2 separate regions of the Hordeum vulgare genome follow, and region 2 is linked to region 1. The links are chromatin contacts, called in public Hi-C maps. All regions are on one chromosome and are shown on one strand. The core of a region is the stretch at or near the end of the contact, and the rest is flanking DNA. Distances in the headings are between cores, read along the strand shown. Region 1 has its middle 6.8 kb from the start of LOC123420418. Region 2 holds the start of LOC123420560 (peroxidase 2-like).

What was found. A called contact is a pair of places that touch in the nucleus more often than the background predicts.
Region 2: a contact with region 1 is called in a Hi-C map of leaf, with 4 times the contacts expected there. The contact joins the promoter of LOC123420560 here to the enhancer-like site in region 1. A contact is called at or near these places in 3 of 6 Hi-C or Micro-C datasets (leaf and seedling).

Annotation. Positions count from the first base shown.
Region 1 is chr1H:53,707,709-53,715,312 of MorexV3_pseudomolecules_assembly, forward strand. No RefSeq gene overlaps it. Among protein-coding and RNA genes, the nearest start is that of LOC123420418, 6.8 kb to the left of the region's middle. Within about 2 kb of position 4,138, at least 1 of the 3 cell types and tissues checked has open chromatin away from gene starts, as enhancers often do. A contact at or near this core is called in leaf, where this site is marked.
Region 2 is chr1H:53,988,867-53,996,470 of MorexV3_pseudomolecules_assembly, forward strand. It overlaps LOC123420560 (peroxidase 2-like), which reads left to right and starts at 2,974. Exons shown (of 2, transcript XM_045107395.1): 1 at 2,974-3,360; 2 at 5,813-6,949. The coding sequence starts at 3,148. The coding sequence ends at 6,625.

The DNA.
Region 1 (7,604 bases), core at 2,888-5,387:
GTCTATAATGGTTCCTGATTGCTATTGTGGAAATATATCTAAATGTGTGAAGCCTGTTGAAGGAAAAAATTCTGGGCTAAAAACACATGACTGCCATGATGAAAATGGGCTGCAAAAGTGGGAAAACACTAATGCAGATAAGGTTAGTAACTCCTTCCCTTTATGAACTTATTACCAATGTAGAGAATCTTGAGAAGATTACCGTACAAACTTTTATGATGATACATCAATAAAATGAGATCTAAAACACTAGATACTCATTGCGTAGCTGTTGTTGCTTCTTTTCATTAGATGATTATCTTATGTATGATGATTAATTCTCAACTCTGAATCCGTTTCAAAATGTTTATCTTTAGAATGATCTTCATTATTCAATACATGTACTAATTGTTAGGTTCTCGTTACAGGATTCTTTTGGTCAGAAGTCTACATCTCAAGATGATCTTTGTGTTGGCAATACAGATTCGAAACAAAAAATATTTCTCTATAGAATATTATTATAACAATGTCCAAGTCATTTAGATAAATATGACAATTTTTTTATTTTGTTTCAATCTATAAAGAGTATGTAGCGACGTTCATAGTCAATTGTTACTTACTCATTTCATGGTAGGAATGTTTATTACAATTCTTCCAAATCTTATGATATATCTTTTGTCACAGAACAAAGATACTTCTATCCATGATGCAAATGTGCAACATGAGAAGGAAAACTCTTGTGCAAATAAGGTTAGTGCACTCCATATCTTCTAAAGTTCTAAAGCTTATTTTCACAATGCATCTCTGCTCTCATGCGTCCAGTTTTTTTTTTGCACATTTCCAGTGCATACGCATGCTAGAAATGATGTCTCACATATATAACGATTTCAGTATTGAGTAAAACTATCTAAGATAACAACCTAAGAGATAAAGTGCAGCTACTTTCACCAAGACGAAAATCTCTTCACTTTGCTATTTCAGTCTTTCGTTTGCATAATGTTGCAGACTTCATACATGAAAAAATAATTACTAAACTGTTGTTGCAGACTTCAGACAAGAATTTTGGGATGGAGGGAGTATTTCTTAGCAAATCTACACAACAGTTTAGTTTTGTCGTTCTTAACCTTCAACCTTTGTATGTTTCTACTCCTTTGATTTTGCCGTTCTTAACCTTGTTTTCTCTAAAATAACTTGTGATATAATTTCTTTATTGTTGTAGATTGCTGAGATAAATTGATGATGCATGGCCCAGATGTGGATTGCAAGGTCGAGAATGGGGCTGCTATTCTATAGTCTTATGTAGAGTTTTATGATGTCATTTCCAGTATGGATAATTCAAATATTATGTTTTAGAATGGTCGAGGTATTGATTGAAACGTCCAAACTTAGCTACTATGTTAGTATCACTTATTGTAACCTTTGGATCATGTTCTTTGTAATGCAACAAAGTCAAATTAATATATCAGACCTTTATGTTTGTTATATTGTGGCTCCATGTATTGTCAGCACTGACCATATCATTATGATAACAATATATGAAATCGTAGTTCATAAACTTTAGCAACACCTTTACATGTTGCATTGATCTGTTGTGTCCATTTGTAAATCATGTTCTACAATGCCGCGAGCAACGCATACGAAGTGTTGTTAGAAACTAGTTATATACGTTGCTAGCATGCAACATTTTTTCATGTCGTCTACCAACACATTTATATACGCTGTTATAGGCCCTTCCAACGCCACCTACGGCAACACATATTAATCCGTTGGTGTAGACCTTAGCAACACTTACATGGACATACAACAACACATCAATGCGTTGCTAAAAGGGGTTTCTTGTTGTAGTGCGTAAAAATACATTCCAGAAATTTTAATAAGTAAGTTAGTTTTTAAAAATCCTCAAAAAACAAATAAAAAGAAAAAAACTGTTATCTTTTACTTTATGATTATAAATTCTCGAATTCATAAATGTGTGTACTTTAAATAAATTTTCATAAATTTCTAAAAAATCCATGATTTTAGAAATTTGAAATATAAAAAACCCACAAATTCTAAATCGTTCATGATTTTTTAATATTTTTCTACTTACTCCAGCATTTTTTAAAATATTTTCAAGTTTAAAGGAATGAAAAAAGTAAAGGGAAAAACGAAATAAAAACAACTGAAAAAATAAAACCAAAAACAACAACTAAATGAAATGAACAGCCTACCGACCGAGTAAACCACGAGCAGGAAAACCAAAGAAGTTCTCATTAGCCCATGCCTCAACACTCTTTGGGTCATCCCAACATTTTGACGCAGAGAGAGTAAAATGGGATTTCCCTATGCACCATGAGAAATTAATCGATTAGTGTGACTGTTTGTCGGGCAAATAGACAAAGTGGCAATAGACTAGGCCTACATTTGTACCCAAATTTCTTTCATTGTTTGTCCTCTTTCTCAGTTTTTCTCTGGGCCATTGATTTTGCCATACACTTTTGGGTATTCAGTTTCTATTATGTTTCTCTTTGAATTTTTTTCACTCTCTGGGTCCCTTTTCCTGGGTTTCTTGCTTTTTACCATTTCCCTAATTCATGTGCATTTTTAATAAATGTGAACGTTTCTAAAAATGCACAAACATTAATTTATGAATATTTTGAAAATTAATCAATATATTTTAAAATTGGGATAAATATTTAAAATACCAGTACAAATTTGAAAGTTCAAGAACTTTTATTTTCATATAAATTTAAAAATTAAAGCTTTTTTGTAAAATTTAAGAACATTCTTTTACATTGGTTAGCATTTTTAATATAATCATGAACATTCAAAAAACACGTATCTTTTTTTATGTGAAAGAAATGACTGGAACTATACCAACCAAAAAATCTACAAAACGAACACGTTGGAATAAATTAATGAGAGCAGCGCTCGATATCACCGACTGGGCCTACCCATTCAAGGATCCTTTTTGTGGTTCTCCGTCATTTCTACGCAGAGGGCGTCAAAGTGAAGCTCTCACGGACCATAGGACCCAATATTAGCAATGAAGAAAATTACCGTGTTCCAAAAAAATGAATTTATGGGTTTATTCTATGTCAAACTTGTGTTAAGATTGACCAAGAATATAGAAAAATATATAAACTTTTAAACACCAAATTAGTCTCATAATAGCCTTTGTGAAATGTACTTGTGTACTATGCGTATTCGAAGTTCAAGACCTTATTAGCATATTTTATATAAAGTTGGTAAAATTTAAGCAAATTTGACTTAGGAAAAGCCTGAAATTTTAATTATTTTGGGGCGTAAAAGTGGAAGAGGGAAAGGGATAAAAATAAAGAAGACTGAATTAGTGGATCCCCAGGTGGCACGAGATCCCTTACAGAAAGAATGGTGTGAGGCCTTGCAAAATGTTTTATTGTTGTGTGCACCGATTATTTTGTTTGTTCACTCAAATTGGCGGCGAGCCCAATCTAGGATGAATGTTACTCTCTTAGCTAGTGGGTGTTGCAAATCAATCTGTGGTTGGTTGGTTAAGATGATAATGATATTCCTAGGCCATCATGATTCAAGTCCTAGACTTGACATTGATGTTCGCATAATTCCTGAATTTATTTGAGGCTTCTGGCTATAATCATTCAGTAGGAAGAGACGTCCCCGTCGACTGTGAGTCTCCTGTGGTAACTTTGTAAAATCTGAAGATATTATGCCAACTCAATTTTTCAGAGGTGCTCACGAGTGTATGCTCGTATATGTGAGCGACTTGGTTGTACTTCCTCCGTCCCAAAATAACTGTCTCAACTTTATATTAGCTATATTAAAAAATTATACTAAGCTTAAGACACTTATTTTGAGACGGAGGAAGTAGTATATTAACAAAAAAGCTAGTGGGTGTTCAATGAGTAAATTCCTGGAATATAAAATTATGTACAAAACATACTATAATGCACCTTAAAACAATGATTCCACACTATAGTGACAAAGGAGTGAAGAAATTACTATTACTTAATGTGTGTGTTTTTAATTTTTTTCATCCGTTCACCGTAGAAAATATCTGGTGGTACTCAATTTTTGTGCGTTTGCCGGCTAGAAAAGGAAAGATGGTTTCTCTAGAATCGTGCACGGATCACCCGCGTTGTGGCCCAACAAAGCCGGTGCACTTATTTTTTCTGCCCACGCAGCAGAAAAAACCTTATTTGCCCCACACAACATCAAATTGTCGGAACTTCGTACAGGAAGCCCAGGATTGGGTCGACCCATCATAGTATTTTTTTCTTCTATGTTATATTTATATTTTTTTTCATTTTCTTCTCCCTTTTTTATTTTTCTTTCTGTTTCCCTTTTTCTTTTGAAGTTCATTTTTATTTTTATTGGTAAATTAAAAACATTAAAAAATTATAATTTATTTATTTTTTCTTCATATTTTCTTCAAATGCTTTAAATTCCAAAATTGTGTTCTTGTTTTGAATTTTTTTCATGATAATACATTTTTGTTCTCATTCCAAAATTTGTTCCAAAACCAAAAAATATTCCCCATATTTAAAAAAAAAGTGTTCTCCAAAATTGTTTGAGATTCTAACATACAATTGCATTAAAAAAATTCCAATTCGAAAAATATTCTTATTTTAGTGAATGTTCAATTTTCAAAAAAATATTCACATTTAGAAAAACACATTTTCTAAACTTGTCCCGAATGTTCAAAACATGTTCCCCTTTTCAAAAGTAGTTCACAAATTCAAAACATGTTTGTGGTTTTTATAAAATATTCATTTTTCCAAATATATTTTTAAATTTTAAAAAAGGACCCCGTTTCAAATTTCATGTTTTTTCAAAATTTTATGGAACTTTTAAAATTTGTTTATAATTTTAGAAAATTGTTCCTGTTTCCAATAATATTCAATAGTTCATTGTTTTAAAAAACCAAAAAATATTTTATTTATGAGGCCATAGTTTGTTCTTCAATATCCGCCTTGGACATTGGTGAGTAGTACATAGTTGTTCCAGTTGCATCATATGGTCGGGTCTTTGTGGTTGAGAGTTCAATCATTCAACGCGTCGTTTTTTGGATTTTCACTCGTGCCTTGCAAATAGAGGTCGTTTAGGTGTTGGCCAATGGGCTAGCCTAGATACGAATTACTATGCGTCCTACACACTACTTGACGTAACTAGCGTCATATAGGAGCTCCCGCACAACTACCCCAAGATAAAACAAAAATATATAGATTTGTTGTGTCCGTTTTGCATGTAGTTATCAGATTTATGTTTCGTTTGTTCCCCGGGTGGGCTAAACTGGGCCTATCACTTTTTTTCTCTATCGGACGGACGAGCAACGAAATTTTAGGTCGCAAGGGGACTGTACTATGGACCTTCCCTATTGTGTGGATTGACAAAACCAACTCAGCTAGCTTGTAATTATGATAGGGATAGTCCCACCTTGAAGATTTATACTAAATCACATCAGTTTTTATATGTCCTAGATTGCGTGAAAATAAGGACATTGTCTGAAAATAGGAAAGTTGTCTCGAGCATCATGAGCAGAGCGAGGGACTGCATCAAATTATTGCTGAGGGTAGCTTGCACATGCTAATAAAAGAAAATATGTTGGTTGGCTATAATTGACAAAAGTTGTGGGTATGTGTAAATAAAAGAAAATATGATGGTTTGGCTCGAACTAAAAAACTATGTGCACGTGAGCACTAAAATAATTAAAAAAATAAACCCTAATAAAGAAAGGACGTTCATGCCTGGTTATGCGAATGAAACATAATTTATCCGTTTCAATTAGAATCCATCTGGTTACGATATCATAGGAGAGAGTGATCTTTGCGGGCCAAACATGACCCATGAGAAGAACACAAATCCTCTCTCCGTAGTCACCCCCGCGGAGACCGTTTTTGGTGGATACATCAATTATCTCTTTCATTGCTGCTTATCATAAGAAAAATATCTCTTCCATTGCAACACACAAGCATATGTGTTGTCATTTATCAATAGAGCAGAGTACTATAATTATTGTTTTCAAGTCCGTGGTTACTAGGTTACTAATATTACTATCACGTTCGAAATTTCGGATATAGGAGAGTTATCACGACTAATAAAACATTTGCCAAAACACATGCACCATGTGATCACCAATTTGTTGGCGGCATCAACAAAACATGCTGCGGTTACAAATGTTCACTTTACAAACACATTTTACATATATACAAGCATGTCATTTATGAAGTGTTGGTGTAACCGCGTAAAAGCAAGTACAATAAAATGATATAGGCATATTATAAAAGATGTTACATCAAATTTATGTCTAGTTAAAGAAGAGGAGAGAGAAGAAAAACAGACTACAAACTTGCAGCCCACTATAGCAGGAACCCTAACAACTTTTGTGAAAGTAAAATATAAATCATATATTAATGATATAACATGCTATGATTACTAATTATTGTATGAGTGGGTTATTAGATTGGCTATACGTGTTTAATTTTTTCTTAAACTATACATGACATAGCAATTTTTTATAACTGACTCTTGGCTATACTATTAACCATGCTCTAACCATCGTGAAAATTCAGCCGAGGAGTGTGTCGGCCGAAGACAGCCCTGGTTAGCTGCAAAGTAACTGTTGATAATAGCATAGGTGGCCTCCTAGTTGCCATTATAATATCATAGTACCGCGAACGATATGGTCCTAACAGTGATGTGTTAACTTACAAGAAAGGAGGAAGAAAGGGGGGCCATGAACGTGCGCTCATCGCTCCTCACCAACCTCACTGTGCTCGTGTGTTCGTCATGATCCTTCCTATTAATTCGCCGATTTGATCATCTGGCCAGGAATGCTCACCACATTTTTTCTATCCAAGGAAAGCCAAAGCACCACGAGTAAACAAGCAAGCAAGCAAGAAAACAAACATGCAGATGGTCTACCAAAATGTCCTGCACCAACCACACATCACACAGCATTACCGGAGTCGATCACGTACCTGCTTTAATCGGCTAATCAATTAAGCACTGTGTCATGATCCACTGACAGATTTAATTAGAAGGACTGGGGCCTGATCTTAGCTTTTCCTGGTAGATCCCGCTTTGCAGTTTTTGTTCTATCTTTTGTTTAACGAATCTTACCGGAGAGCTCTATATTGGTCTTATGTCGCTTCATTAACAGTGGTGTTAGTTAACCGGGTCACCAACTAGTTAATTAAGTGCCTCTCGAATTCTATGTTAGTACAATGTTGGAGCTGACTAGGCAGCGGCGCCGCACCATGGTGTTCCCATGCAACGGCTGTTATAGGCTTGCACATGCATGACAAAAAAAGGTGCAGACTCCATGTACGTACGTGCACTGGGTAAAACATGCTGTCACAGATTCTTTCTCTCATCACCATGCATGCATGAAATGACATCATCAAGTTTTTTTAATTTTGAAATTTAAAAAGTTTTATCTCCAAAATCGTTAATTCGATTGATGATCTGTTTTCACCATTGACTTTGTCACAGCGAGATCTTCGAAACTAGATCCCATGTTGATATGTTTTGATATTTTTTCCGGTCCGTACTTGCCACATTTTTTTCATTCACTTGCCATATTATCAACAACTTACTTGTCTAACAAAAAATAGCTTAATTGCCATATTTTTTTGATGTTGTTCTTG
Region 2 (7,604 bases), core at 1,724-4,223, 280 kb after region 1:
AGGGGACCTTGCCTTGGGGCTCAAGGAGCCCCAAGGGGGTCGGGCGAGTCCAAGGGGGAAGGTTCCCCCCCCCAAACCGAGTTGGACTTGGTTTGGTGGGTGGGAGTCCTTCCTTCCCTTCCCACCTCCCTTTTTTTCTTTCTCTTTGATTTTTCTTTGTATGGCGCATAGGGCCCTTTTGGGCTGTCCCACCAGCCCACTAAGGGCTGATGCGCCACCCTCATGGCCTATGGGCTTCCCCGGGGTGGGTTGCCCCCCCCCCCCCCCGGTGAACTCCCGGAACCCATTCGTCATTCCCGGTACATTCCCGGTAACTCCGAAAACCTTCCGGTAATCAAATGAGGTCATCCTATATATCAATCTTCGTTTCCGGACCATTCTGGAAACCCTCGTGACGTCCTGATCTCATCCGGGACTCCGAACAACATTCGGTAAGCAACCATATAACTCAAATACTCATAAAACAACGTCGAACCTTAAGTGTGCAGACCCTGCGGGTTCGAGAACTATGTAGACATGACCCGAGAGACTCCTCGGTCAATATCCAATAGCGGGACCTGGATGCCCATATTGGATCCTACATATTCTACGAAGATCTTATCGTTTGAACCTCAGTGCCAAGGATTCATATAATCCCGTATGTCATTCCCTTTGTCCTTCGGTATGTTACTTGCCCGAGATTCGATCGTCAGTATCCGCATACCTATTTCAATCTCGTTTACTGGCAAGTCTCTTTACTCGTTCCGTAATACAAGATCCCGCAACTTACACTAAGTTACATTGCTTGCAAGGCTTGTGTGTGATGTTGTATTACCGAGTGGGCCCCGAGATACCTCTCCGTCACACGGAGTGACAAATCCCAGTCGTGATCCATACTAACTCAATAACACCTTCGGAGATACCTGTAGAGCATCGTTATAGTCACCCAGTTACGTTGCGACGTTTGATACACACAAAGCATTCCTCCGGTGTCAGTGAGTTATATGATCTCATGGTCATAGGAATAAATACTTGACACGCAGAAAACAGTAGCAACAAAATGACACGATCAACATGCTACGTCTATTAGTTTGGGTCTAGTCCATCACGTGATTCTCCTAATGACGTGATCCAGTTATCAAGCAACAACACTTTGTTCATAATCAGAAGACACTGATTATCTTTGATCAACTGGCTAGCCAACTAGAGGCTTGCTAGGGACGGTGTTTTGTCTATGTATCCACACATGTAAATGAGTCTTCATTCAATACAATTATAGCATGGATAATAAACGATTATCTTGATACAAGAATTATAATAATAACTATATTTATTATTGCCTCTAGGGCATAATTCCAACAGGAATAACCATCGGTCCTGACGGCCAGATCTATGCCGATAGGGGGCGTACACATAGACCTAGCTAGAGACATGCTAAATGATGTCTTAGCTGCAGAGACGACACACGTAGCACCTTCAGAGAAAGAACTGGAGGAGCCGAAGGCAACTGCAAAGTCCTTCTTGGAGGTCTTAGCCTCATCAAAGAAACCTCTGTATACGGGTGCCAAACTCTCTCACTTGGATGCCATCTGGCAACTGATGGCAACCATGGCTGAGTATGGCATAGAGGGTGTCGTGCATAACTTCAGATCTATGTCGGCAACCCATTCCAACACCAAGACGACCCAGTAGCCGCCACATGGCAGAGATATGCCGACCTCTGGGCCGTCAGCATAGCCATGCCACGTGGCAGCTCGTGGTTGAAACCATCTTGACGACGGCGCAGTCAGCTGCCGTCATACGAGGGAAGCTGCCGACGGCATGACTATGCCGATTGTTATACGGACGCCATCCATATATCGAGCTATGCCAACGGCTGCACGAACGCCGTCGGCATAGCGCGCTATGTCGGTGGCTTTTCTATGCCGACGACTCAGCATGGATATGACGACGTACATGTTACCAACGGGGGTATGTCGACGGCAGCCATTGGCATAGGATTATCGCGACGGGGTTTGCCCTTATGCCGACGGTGAACCCTATTTCCATAGTGAGCGGTCTATGATGAAACTAATCATAGACGGATCGATTGGCCCGTCAATAATGAGGAAGTCATCACTCACACCGAAACTAATCATAGCATGGATACATTCTCCCAACAACTTGTACACGAACGTAGCCACATCACACACACAGTCATACTCGGCGTCTTAACACGGTGATGGCAAGCTAATGACACGACAATGATGTAAATCCATGCACATTCTACATCAACACCATGAACCATCCTTCCTCGATAACTCCAACAAGTGGTGGTCTCCCAAGAAATCAGTAAGAGCATCTTCAACAGTCCGTATGTTCAATCGTTGGTATAAGTGTCAACATCAACAATCAACAGGACAATATTCAAGCTCTTCAATGGAGTGTATGTTAACCGTATGTAAAATAACTAAGTGGGTCCACTAAATATTGAAGAAATAACCATGCTTGTCTCGGAGCTTGTGCGTGAACCGTTGCTTCAAGTTCATACGATTTCATTCTCTTTTTTTTCTTTTATTATGCGTCATGTCATCAAAATTATCTATGTGACAATTTTACCAACGATGATCATACGACCATTGGAGATACCCTAACCGAATGTCATCTTTAAATCTTCAACACGATGCCATCTGCATCGATCGATCGTCCTACCATCAACTTTGTCGTGTCGGAAATTTTGGCCGAGTTCATGCTTCGCCGGAGCGAGTTTGGCACCCACGCCACGCACATGTGTGATGTACGTATCACTTCGCCTCCAAGACCATGGTCGAGAGTCGAGACAAGACGGGTCCTGGCAAGCGGTACGACGCCACGGACGCAGTACGCCGGCCGGGGCCACGTCGCCCTTTACGTTGGCCGCTCGCTGTCACGAGGCGATCGGGCGGATCGCCAGCCGTTAAAATTCTCGTCAGGGGGAGCGATCGGGCCGCCCCCGCCGTTATATACCGCGCGCCCCAGAGCCTTCCCTTGAGCACAGAAGCACACTGCACCACCACACGAACCAGCAGCACTGCTCGCCCAGCTACTGCCGGCCACTCGAGCGAGCAAGGCGCTGCTTCTGTCGGCGGCGGGTAGGTGGCGCCGTGCGTGCGTGCGTGCGTGGGGGAGCTAGCTGGTCGGCCGGCGAGGATGATGAGGACGGTGGCGGCGGTGGCGGTGGCCGTGCTGCTGGCGATGGCGGTGGCGGAGGCGGAGGCGGGGGAACTCAAGGTGGGGTATTACGACAAGAGCTGCCGGGGCGTGGAGAACGTGGTGAAGTGGCACGTCGCCAGGGCCATCAAGGCCAACCGCAAGAACGGCGCCGCCCTCGTCCGCCTCATCTTCCACGACTGCTTCGTCAGGGTACGTACCCCGCCGCCGTCGTCTATTTCTCTCTCTCTCTGTCACTCCGGCCGGCCACTGCTCTGCTCTTTAACCAGTAACCAACCGAACTGGCGGCCACTGCTGCCGAGCTAGCAAAAGCACCTCCGTAACGGCCGTCGTCCGGTCCGGTACAGTAGCACCGGTTAGCTAGCTAACAACAGCGGTTTGTACATGCCTGCACCCCATCTGGAACCTTACATGGTGCATGCACAGTGACTTAGCTCGTGATCCGCAATGTCCGCAGCACATTCGTACACGGTGCACACGCCAGTGTTTAGCTTCCTCGTCGAGAACGTGACACTAGAGTCCACGTGACAGCGAGAGTGCTAGTAGATACCAAATTTTGTTTTCTGTTTATTAACAAGATGCCATAGTTTTAGCCGATGCCGGTTTGCATGCACTGAGCTAACTAACCAGTTCACCAACAAGTTAATTGGATATAGATCACCCGGAGGTTGACGGTTTAAGTCATACGCCGTCCGATCCAAAATAAGCGCACGTCGTGGTTTTAGTGGAGTATAGTTGAAAATGTTCGCAGTTTACAATTTAAGTTAGAATGTGTTCGAGCACACAATACAGACGCATGCGTTTACTTATACGCGCATACATCCTTCATATAAACACATATATATACATATCCTATTTCTATGAACATCTTTAAAAGATTGAGTCGACATGTCATCAGTCAATCAGTTAGCATGGCAAATTAGTTTACGACGGAGTTATCTGAACAGTTAGGAGCCAAGCATAAGTTTCAAACTAGTTGGTTTGCACGTCATTGTCATCGCCCAGATGTGAATCATGGAAGCACGTCACTCATCTGGCCACTGCACTTAACTCGAACGGCTAGCTTCCGTGCGCCAGCCGCTCACCAACCAGCGTGGCGAGCACATAAGCTTGCACTTGCACAGCTAGCCCAGCTGATGATGCCGAGGATTAGCTTCTTCCACAGCTAGCCCAGCTGATGCCGGAATGCGATGCTTTCCTTGGACATGTAGATGTCTATCCTTTCGAAAGGAAAAGAACATTTCGAGCTAGGAGCTATCCAGGCCGCTCGCCTTTCACTTTGCTAGTACTGTAGTAGTAGGGTATGACCCGGTGTCACCGTGCCCATTGTCATTATCTTCGGCACTCTAGTTTCCGCTGCTTTTTTTTCTTCCTCTCTTTTTTCTGCTTTTCTTCCGTGCCTCGTGTCCTTGTCTTTTGTCATTTCTCTGCTTTAATTTCCCCATGTGCCTGATGATGATACACGCGACAACAAGTTCTCGTATAAAAGAATCCCCGGTTACGTGTCGTCTTCGTATTTGGTCATAGATTTTTCTTCGGTAACTTGGACATCATAACTTCTTAGCGTCCACGGTTAGTCGGTTACGCGTCGTCTTCCTCGCTATATATGGCATGTAGGAGTAGAATTTTCTTCGTTAGAGTTATATCATTCCCCTGATTAGGTAACAATTACTCCCTCCGTTCTATAATTTTTGTGGTCGTTTCAGTTGAGTGATTAAGACGAGTGTCCAATGCAAGTGCTTATAACAACAAAAGATCAGTTTTGCTTTAGCAGCCTAGAATAGATAACGTCCTTACTTGTAGCATCTCTACTTGACTACTAGATGCCGGTACGTACTTGATGTTTCTCAATATACAACTGGCTCTAGAAAGCTTGCTTTACAGCAGATAAATTAATCTTGGATGATTGTGATATTATGCTACTGTGTTGGAGCATAAAATAATCTTGCAAGAATGTATTAGAGTCGGTCAGCTTTTCTCTTGATCGTTCGCCGCCAAAAGAAAACAAAGAAGAAAGCCGCGGTGCCATACTGTAAAGAGAAAGAGAAAGCGCACCTACATCAAAGATCAATAATTGGTTGCACCACTGCTCAATCCACCTCCCACAAGTTTATGATCTGCTGAAAACCTCCTAGTAATACTATTTGTATTTAAGAGTGATTAATATCTAATGGATTATACGTGAAAAACATAAACATCGTCCCCCTTTTCATCTGAAAATGAAGGTGCATACAAGTTTCTTCGAGATGGTCCAATTAGCAGTGGTACTAGATATAATTAGAGGAATAGATAACTATTGCCCAATAATGCACCACATTGCCGACAATGCATCTGTAGTACGTGTGTGTCCAACAACTAAAAGGTAATCAGCACATTTCAGATCCAGATTCGTGCTATAATAATGATTTGCAAGTACTGACGAAATGACTTCCCATGCACACTTACAGTTACATGATTGGTTAAAATGCTTGATTTGTCCCATCATAGCTAACGAATTGTGCTAGTACTAGTAACGACCATGCTTAGTGTTAGTTTAAGACAATTGATCGTTCCTATGCTCGATTATAGGTAACCAAGTTAATCATTCTGTTGGAGTACGATCAACTAGGATAACTGACGGACGAACGTACGTACGTGCGTGCAGGGCTGTGACGCGTCGGTGCTGCTGGACCCGACGCCGGAGAACCCGCACACGGAGAAGACGGCGCCGATCAACATCGGGCTGGCCGCCTTCGACCTGCTCGACGACATCAAGTCGGCGGTGGAGGACCGGTGCCCCGGCGTCGTCTCCTGCGCGGACATCCTCATCTACGCCGCCCGCGACGCCGCCAGCCTGCTGAGCAACGGCCACGTCCACTTCGACGCCCTCGCCGGCCGGCTGGACGGCGTGCACTCCCACGCGGCGGAGGCGCAGCAGGACCTCCCGGACTCCACCTTCACCATCGCCGAGCTCATCCAGAACTTCAAGCGCAAGAACTTCACCATCGAGGAGCTGGTGATCCTGTCCGGCGCGCACGCCGTCGGGGTGGGCCACTGCTCGTCGCTCCGCGCCCGGCTGACCGCCCCCGCCAACCAGATCCTCCCGGCGTACCGGGGCCTCCTCGCCGGGAAGTGCGCCAAGGGGCCGGACCCCATCGTGCCCAACAACATCAGGGACGAGGACGCCGGCGACGTGGCGGCGGCGGTGCCGGGGTTCCTCCCGAAGCTGAGGAAGGTCAAGGACTTCCTGGACAACAGCTACTACCACAACAACCTGGCGAGGATCGTCACCTTCAACTCCGACTGGCAGCTGCTGACGGAGAAGGAGGCGCGCGGGCACGTGCACGAGTACGCCGACAACGGCACGCTCTGGGACGAGGACTTCTCCGACTCGCTCGTCAAGCTCAGCAAGCTGCCCATGCCGCACGGCAGCGAGGGCGAGATCAGGAAGCAGTGCCGCTTCGTCAACCATCACTGAGATTTCCCGAGCTCCCATCACGCTGACGCTTCCCATGGGTTGAACTTGAATTCGGTCGCTCGCGTTTGATTATTCGTTTGTTGTTATGTTTTTATTTTTGTTTTATTTTCTTCTTCGATTTGTGGGATTGATTTGTGGAAAAATGTGCGCATGCGCCTGCGTGCGATCTGTGTAGATTTTTTTCCCGTCAAGTGTGGTGCCTTTAAGTGGCTTGGATATCATCCATCCAGGCATCCAATGCTCATGTAATAATAAGGGTAAAAGAAGATAATGTAGTACTACACGTCTGTTTTTTTTTGAGACAATTCCACGAAGCTTTATTAATTCGTCACAATGTTTACAGGGATGGATGGAAAAAAAAAATTAATGACCTAACCAAACATGACGGCCACCATCCAAGGTGAGAGCATGCTTCACTAAATTGTGAGCTTTAAAAGTGAAGCTCCTACGTTCATGAACGAAATTACATGAAGTAAAAGAAACTGAAAAATATATGATCTCTTGAACTATCGCACCATAGCTGACCGAGGTATGCTTCTGGATATCATCCACCACTACCTTGCAATCCGAAGCGACCTGGATGTTCTGTATGTATAGGTCCTTCGTCAGCGTCAATGCTTTCCTAATTGCCAAAGCTTCGAGGGTCGGTGGGTCGGAGATAAAACCTGGAAAAAAAGCTGAGGCTCCCAGGAAAGTGCCTTCTTGATCCCTCGAGATCATACCAATAGACCCAAACCCATGTCTAGAAACCGCTCCATCAACATTGAATTTTGCATAGCCAGGGACAGGCGGAATCCAATGTGATATTTGTTGTGGCGAAGTGCTGGCCGGAGCAGGAGAAGGTTTTACCTTGATCTCGCTTAACTCCCTTAGATAAGAGCTGATGAAGCCGTGTACTGTTGCCGACGACTGAAAAATATCCTCGTGAATTGCTTTCCTCCTTGTACTGTTGCCGAAGACTGAAAAATATCCTCGTGAA